Regions from separate parts of the Oryctolagus cuniculus genome. Here region 2 is linked to region 1. A link is a contact called in public Micro-C data. All regions are on one chromosome and are shown on one strand. Each heading gives the region's core, a stretch centred on a gene start, on an enhancer-like site or on the middle of the called end of the contact. The rest is flanking DNA. Distances are from core to core; before and after follow the strand shown. Region 1 holds the start of SIRT1 (sirtuin 1). Region 2 holds the start of HERC4 (HECT and RLD domain containing E3 ubiquitin protein ligase 4).

Evidence for each region. Hi-C and Micro-C count contacts between places; a contact is called where the count stands out from the background.
Region 2: a Micro-C map of ear pinna shows a contact between it and region 1, with 5 times the contacts expected there. The contact joins the promoter of HERC4 here to the promoter of SIRT1 in region 1. A contact is called at or near these places in 2 of 6 Hi-C or Micro-C datasets (ear pinna and an unstated tissue).

Annotation. Positions count from the first base shown.
Region 1 is chr15:59,832,452-59,836,323 of mOryCun1.1, reverse strand. It overlaps SIRT1 (sirtuin 1), which reads right to left and starts at 2,112. Exons shown (of 10, transcript XM_008270059.4): 1 at 1,604-2,112; 2 at 82-198. The coding sequence starts at 2,036. LOC127484288 (small nucleolar RNA SNORD77) reads left to right here and starts at 621; the gene lies at 621-688.
Region 2 is chr15:60,017,083-60,020,954 of mOryCun1.1, reverse strand. It overlaps HERC4 (HECT and RLD domain containing E3 ubiquitin protein ligase 4), which reads left to right and starts at 2,203. Exons shown (of 26, transcript XM_002718458.5): 1 at 2,203-2,587; 2 at 3,809-3,839.

The DNA.
Region 1 (3,872 bases), core at 863-3,362:
ATCTCTCCATGTACCTAAAAACTTCAATCTATTAAAGGGACAGAGGGAAAATGGGGGGAGGGGCACAGCTCTGAACCATACCTATCCGTGGCCTTGGAGTCCAGTCACTAGAGCTTGCATGTGAGGCTCTGTCGTCGTCATCGCTTTCACATGAGTGAAAGCCATTAGTGATAATTTCATCACCGAACAAGAGATTATCTGCAAAAGAAATCAACATTAAGGCTGCTGACAGCCTGCATCTGAAATGCAAGAAGACTCATCAGTGGTCACAAAGCAACCATTTTTAATGACTAAAGCATTTAACATACATCCCGCATGTGTAAAGGTGGTCAACATTCACAAGAGCAGTTCTCTGATCCTCAAGAGATCCTTTGCAGAATTCAAAGCTTCAGTCTATCAAAAATCTGAGTCTACTTTTTAAAAAGTCAAAACAGAATAAGAGGTAGTCTCTATAGACTGAGCTTAGCAATCATACAAGCAAAGGAGTACATGCAAGTTGTCAAAATTTACCCACCAACGTTGTGAAAACCAAGGCTGCCTGCACTCTGGGCTTTTATATACTACTAAACATACTTAGCTATTTCTGCATTATCTGTTTCTCCCATTTATTGTGCTTCTAAATACTATGATGGTTCCTTAGTTCAGCAGACTGAATCACAAAGAAATTTAATATTTGCCAAATTTACCTGAAGGAGGAAGGAATTTTGTTTCTTGAAATCAGGAGCTGCTTCACCTGTGCAGTCCCTGATGTATACACTACACATTTTTTTTTTTCCATGTGGCTACTAAATGCTCCACTGGCTAGTTCCGACACAGTACTGACAGACACAGAAACTTCTCAAGTCAAACTATGAAACCCTCAAGGACAAGACATGTACTTCAGTATGTCAAAAACATGTCAACCTGCTTCAGGATCACATATATACAGAAGAATCCCATTTAGCTTAAAACCACTTCAGAACACGACTCAACCACAATATTAATATAAAGCACTCTGAAAGTACTTCATTATGCGATCCCCACTAAACGCATCACAAAAGACTGCTTTAGAAACTATGCTTTTAAAGTTTTCAGGTTAAGACCTCAGAAAGCCGCTTTGCTCTTTCCAAATTTATAACTACAAGTTTAAAAGTACAGATCGTCAAATAAATAAATAAATGGCACAGGTGTCAGTTTGCACGGGCAACTGCGAAAGGTCGACCAACGGGACGGCCGAAAGTTGCAGACTTTAAGTGTGCTGGTGAAGGAGGAGGAGAGCAAAGTAAGTTCAACGAAAGCAATACTAGAAGAGAGAAAACTTATTTGTAAAGCCAAGGGAGACAGCGTCCACACCCGGCGGCTGCGTCGAACGCCGCAAGGCCGCCGAGAGGGGCCGCGGACCGAGGGAAGACAAGGAGCAAGTCCGCGCGCAGCTCCCCACCGCACGGCCGGCAGCCCGGGAGCAGCGCGGCTGAACGGAGGGCCGCCATGGGGAGAGGATCCCGCGAGCCAGCCCGGAACCCCCGGCCCGCCCTAGAGACCCCCCCCCCAACCGGACACTAGGAGGGGCCCCGAGAGGAGGAGGAGGGGGATGCGCAGTCCCGGCCGCCCGCGCCCTGCGCACCTCTGTACCCAATCCCCGCCGCCGCCTCTTCCTCCTCTTCGCCCTCGTCGTCGTCGTCTTCGTCTTCGCAGAAATCGTCGGCCGGCGGCGGCTCCCGGGGTAGGCCCTGCAGGCCAGGCCCATTGTCTCCTCCGGCCGCTACCATAGCCTGGGCCTCTCGCTCCCCGCCCGTCGCCGTCGCCGCCTCCGCCTCCCGCCACAGCGCCGCCGCCACAGCCGGGCAGCTCCCGGCCGCCGCCGCCGCCGCCGCCGGCACCTCACGCTCGGGGGCCGGCCCGCCGGACTCGCCCGGGCTCCACCCGAGGCCAGGGCCGTCTCTCCGCGGCCTCTTGCGGAGCGGCTCTCCAGCAGGCGGCGAAGCGGCCTCCCTCTCGGCCGCCGCAGCCGACGGGGAGCCGCCAGGCTGAAGGGCGAGCGCCGCCTCGTCCGCCATCTTCCAACTGCCTCTCTGGCCCTCCTTCCTCGCCTCCTCTGCTCCCGCTCGACGCGCGGCACTGGCGCCCCCGCGGCTCCGGCTGCGGGAGATTTAAACCCCGTCACGTGACCTGCCTCCGCCCCCGCCCCCGCCCTCCCGCCGCTCCCGCCACCCACGCGGGCCGAACCACAACACGGCCGGTCACGTGGCGGGCGGAGGCCCGGGCGTCTCCCTCTCTGCTCGGGCGGGGAGGAAACGCGGCTCGGGCGGCCTGAGGCCCCTCCCCTCAGTGGCGGGCGTGTCTTGCACGCTCGCTCGGCGGCCGCTTTTGAACTTCTGTTTGGAAGCGTCCTGAACTCAGGACCGTCCGGAAGGCACACGTTTTGGTTCACGGAGTTTCCACTTCTGCCTCCAGCGCACACCTTCCCTGCCTAGCCCTGTCTGCATTTTTAGCTAAGGGTTAAAGTTGGGCTCCTGAGAGGCGATGAGGACTGAAGCTTCGCTCCTTGAAATAACGCTGGGTAGCCGTTGGGCTTTTGTCAGTGGGGAGGAAAGAACAAGGCGCTCTGCCGCCCCCGCGCCATTCTGACAGCCCTTCTTCAGCTCCTTTGCTTGGCCCTCCCCTTCAGTGATTGGCTCTTGTGCCCTGTCGCCCTCACTTGTGGGGCGAGATTGTCAGATCCTCACAGGCGTGTGTCCCCGTCCTAGGTCCTTTGACCTGGGAACTTGGGAGTCAGCCTATCAGCTTTCGGTCCGTAACTTGTACTCAAATGTGTGTGCGTTCCTACCTGTGGGCCCCGGTGTTCTCAGGTGTAGTGATTGCATTGGGTCAAGTCGGGCAGTCGAGAACAAGGCTCGGCCACTCCCCATCTCTGGGTTTGCTTTAAATTTGGGATTCTTGTATACCGAGCAAGTTAGCCTTTTCTAAATCCAATTTTTTCTCATAATACCTATTTTGCAGGGTTATGAAAATTAAATAAGCTAGCTATATTTAAAAGGTACATAGTAGTTCAAAAACCAGAGTTGCTTCCCCACTGGAAACTCCACCACTTTCCACTTGCCCTGGAAAATTGTTACTTTACAGCCATAACTAAGGACCTATGCTTTGCGTGGCATCTGCCTGCAGCATTTCTAGTCACTTAAAGAACTTCTCAGCGTTCATAGCACACCATTCCTTAAACTGACTATGGGTCCTGGATATATTGCACCGATACCTGCATGACCTTAGGCAAGCAACTCAAGCTCTGTTGCTTTAGCTTCAAAAAGAACCAAGAAGGCTGGAAACTCATTTTTGAGATATCATTTACTAGTTTCAAAAATGTTTGCACTTCAAATTAAACAGAATCTCCCTTTGACAGCCAGTCACTTCCTTCCATTTTTGAAAGTGAACATCCCTCAAGTAAGAAGCCTTAAAACCATCGTTGTCCGCTGGCACCGCGGCTCACGTGGCTAATCCTCCGCCTGCAGCGCCGGCACCCCAGGTTCTAGTCCCGGTTGGGGCCCCGGATTCTGTCCCGGTTGCCCCTCTTCCTGTCCAGCTCTCTGCTGTGGCCTGGGAGTGCAGTGGAGGATGGTCCAGGTGCTTGGACCCTGAACCCGAATGGGAGACCAGGAGGAAGCACCTGGCTCCTGGCTTCGGATGGGTGCGGAGCGGCCATTTGGGAGGTGAACCAACGGAAGGAAGACCTTTCTCTCTCTCTTTCTCTCTCTCTCTCTCTAACTCTGCCTGGCCAAAAATAAAAAAAAAAAATTTAAAAAAAATCGGTGTCTATTCCCCCAAATTGATTTCCTCTAACCAAGCAATGATCAAAACCTGTTTCTGTCCTCTCTCCTACAGCCTTTGCATCAATTTTT
Region 2 (3,872 bases), core at 954-3,453, 180 kb before region 1:
TGTAATAATTACACATGTTTATACTTTGAACCTCTTCTATTTTAGAAGTACTGTTTCTTCTATTCACAACATTTTAAAACCAAATATAGAAATTTGGAAAATAGAGAAGAGAAAAAAGTTGCCCCATATTCCAACACTCTTAACACAACAATTTCTAGAATTTGGTATATTCCTTTTCTCTCTCTCTCTTTTTTTTTTAAAGATTTATTTTATTTATTTGAAAGACAGAGTTAGAGAGAGAAAGAGAGAGAGAGAGAAAGGGCTTCCATCCGCTGGTTCACTTCCCAAATGGCTGCATCTGCCATAGCTGGGCCAACCCGAAGCCAGGAGCTAGGAGGTGCCCCTGCCACTCATGTGGGAAACCCAGAAGCAGCTCCTGCCTCTTGGCTTTGGATTGGCCCAGCTCTGGCTATTGTGGTCATTTGGGGAATGAACCAGGGGAGGGAAGACTTTTGCCTCTGTCTTTCCTTCTCTCTCTAACTCTGCCTTTCAAATAAATAAAATGAATCTTAAAAAAAAATTCCATGTAGAGATGTGTCCATGTGGCAGAACTGTCCAATTCATGCTTTCCTTTATTTAGTGCAAGATAAAGTGGTACTTGTGAACTCAAATGACTGTTTCCTAAACTTCTGTTTCTAGGTGTGTAGTTTTAGCTAATGTAATATGTACGACAGTGATACACAGCGCTTCCCAGATAAGAATTAAGAACCTACCCCCACCTTCCCAGGTCCCTGGAAATCAATCTTTACTCATTAGGAACTTGCACTTGGACTATTGAAAGATAAAAAGCACACTTTAATGCTAAGCCATTCAACTTTTATTTGTCTTGACATCAAGTGCCTGTCTTAGGATATCCTGTATCCCATAACTTTGTTTTAATGATATATTATTCTGAGGCAAAATGTTTTTAAGGTTAAAAGACAACAGAGTTCTAAAAAAACAATGAAGCTGTCGAAATAAGAATTAAGAATGTTTTGTAGACATTCTCATAACTCCTAAGGTTGGAAGTATGCTTGTTTTGCTTAATCATCGTTTCATTGTACACTTATTTTTGTTATGGGTCCTCACCTCTAGTACCTGTGAGTGTGACCTTACTTGAAAACAGGGTCTTTGTAGGTGCAATCAAGTTAAGATGAGGTCATACTGGGTTGGAATATCCTTATGAGAAGAGAAATGTGAACATGAACACAGGGAAAACCAAGTAGAGATGGAGGCAGAAGTTAGAGTAAAGCTTCTACAAGGGCTGCCAAGGGCTGTTGGCAACCACCAGAAGTGAGGACAGTGTGGTGGAAAAGGCTCTGCCTCTGAAATTTCCAAGGGGGAATCAACCCTGCCACCTTTTGGACATTTGCCCTCTGTAACTGTGAGATACTAAATTTTTGTTTTAATCTATTCGGTTTGTTGTAGTTTGTTATGGCTCAATACAAATACTTAAGCATATACTAGCACAGACGCTTCCCAATCTGGAATGCACCTTTTCAGTTAGAGAGAAACATGGCCTATTGCGGATTGTCTTCTAGGTTCTCAGTAGGAACTTCTCAGTCACCGTTCTTAAAGTCTAACAGAAAACCTCAAAAGTGCCCAGTTTCAAGTTCTCTTGTTTTTAAAGAGATTATGTTAAAACTGGCCTGTGAGATGCGGACTCCGTCTCTATGAAGAAGGCACCCGAGTCCTATTTGTTACCTAATTTTCTCTAATTTAGGGAGGTTCTGCAGTTAAGCTTATCTTCCAGGAGAGTGCAGAAAGTGACAGGAGGCAACACTGCATCAGGGACACAAACTGGGGCTGGTATTTAATGCGCGTAGTTTCAACCACTGCTATCACTATATCTTGCATACTCAGACTTCCAGCTGAAGTTAAAGAGCAAAATAAGCCATCAGTTGCCTCTATATCCGTATTTGTTAGTTCCACCTGTACTTGAAAATCGCCCCTGGAAACGGCAGAATAAAATACAACGACTAAACCTACGAGCAGAAAGCCAACCAAAACAAAAACCGAAGAGATCTGCTTCATTAAAAAGCACAGGCGTTGCTAAAAACACGTTAACTAACGCCTTCTGGGCTCGTCTCCGCAAGCCACCACTACGCGCAGCTGCACACTGCGCAAGCGCAGGGTCGACGCGCCCCGGGAGGATTCCCGCGCAGGCGCGCGGGCCGGGAAGTAGCTGGGTTCGCGCGCGTGCTCCGCGACTCACTTCCGGCCACCCCTCCCCACCCCCACCCCCCGCCTGGCCACCTCCCCCTCTCCCTTCTCCCCTGCCTCTTTCCCTAACTCTCTCCACCCCTCGCGCTCTCCGCCCAGCTCGCCTCCAGTCCTTCCCCGCCCTCTCCATCCGGGTCGCTGACTGCTGTCTCTGGACTGGACAGCGGTGGTGGCCGCTTTCCTCTGAGGAACCCGGTAAAGTTTCAGGCGAGCCGGAGAGGGGAGCAGCGGCACCGACGCCGGAGGAGCCTTGTTGGCCGCCTCCACTGGCTTGAAGGAGGAGGGTTCCAGAAGCCGAAAACCTGCTTCGGCAGCCGCGCCGCCTCGTTCCCTGGGGAGGGGCCGCCCGCAGTCGCCCTGGGCATTTTCTACCCCGAGGGCCCGGGTGAGTCGTTGCCCCGGTGGGGTTCGGGGGTGTGTGTGACGGTGTTAGGGAGGGGCCGGCGGAGCTGGCGGACGAGGCCGGCCTGGCGCGAGGCGCTGGCTCGGCGCTTGCTGGGGGCGAGGGCACGGTCGGGACTCCCTGGCCCCGGGGCTGGAATGTGGCACCTCCCCGGCGAAGGGCCTCCCTCGGGCTTGAGGCCGCGGGGTGCCCAGCCTCGGCCGCCGGCCTCTGCGGCGGCTGCGAGCCGGCAGCTGCGGTAGTTGGCTGGGCTGTCCGCGAGGTTGGGTGTGTGCGGACGATTTCTCTTCCCCCGTCCCCGTGAACTGGGTCTGGGTGCGCGTTCCGGGGAAGCTGGGACGAAGCCGCTTCTCATTCCCTACCTGTTGCTGGCGAGAGGAAGGCTTTCTAGTACCCCTTCTGACTTTTTTTTTTTTTTTTTAAAGAGGATGGTTGAGCCTCGCCCGTAGAATTAGGGAGTATTTTTTTTCCTGTTTTGTCTTTCTTAAAAAAAGACAATGCAGAACTCTCGGGAACAATCCAGTTCTGATGTCCCTAAAGCATGAAATCCAACGTGTGAATGGATGAGTCGTGGAATGGGGCATCTTTGGCGCTTGCTAGTAGGAAAATTGGGTTTTGAACTTCGAAGGTTTTGCGTAAGGAATGTGGGTGATAACAACAGGAGTAAAGCTGACGTTCAGTAATGGTGTTGTTTAATAATGCGAAGTATTTAAAAATCTGTGTAGTTTTATTTAAATGAAATGGACTCGTTGATTGTTATCCGAGTCTTTACAGTCGAAGAAATATTCAGTCTATGTACTGGAAAGTTCTGCGGATTTCGCCAACAAACTATCAGTGTCCCAGCCCCCATTCCTATTCTTGAAAAATCAGCAGTGCTGGGTTATTTAGAATTTTCTTCCCCAATATTTCAGTCACAGTTGCCACTCGTGACGTTGAATTTGGAGAAGAATCTTGATATCTAAGTAGCATATTTTCCTCCTTTATGATAGTGCATATTGATTTAGTTTTGAAATTAAATTTGTGATGAGGTTGCAGTGTTAGTACTTTGATTTTTAAAATACAATTTTTGGAGGCGATTTCTTATAATTGTGACTTGAAAAATCCTGGTTTTCTCTGCATACAGCTTGTTGGTATGAATAATTGGAAGTCATTTAAATTGTGGGAAATTAAAAAATTCAATTACTGGTTTTATTTCTGTTACAGGTAAGAACTTCAGTTTTCTGTTGATGTGGAGGTAGGTATTAGAGGGTTTAATTACGCTATGACT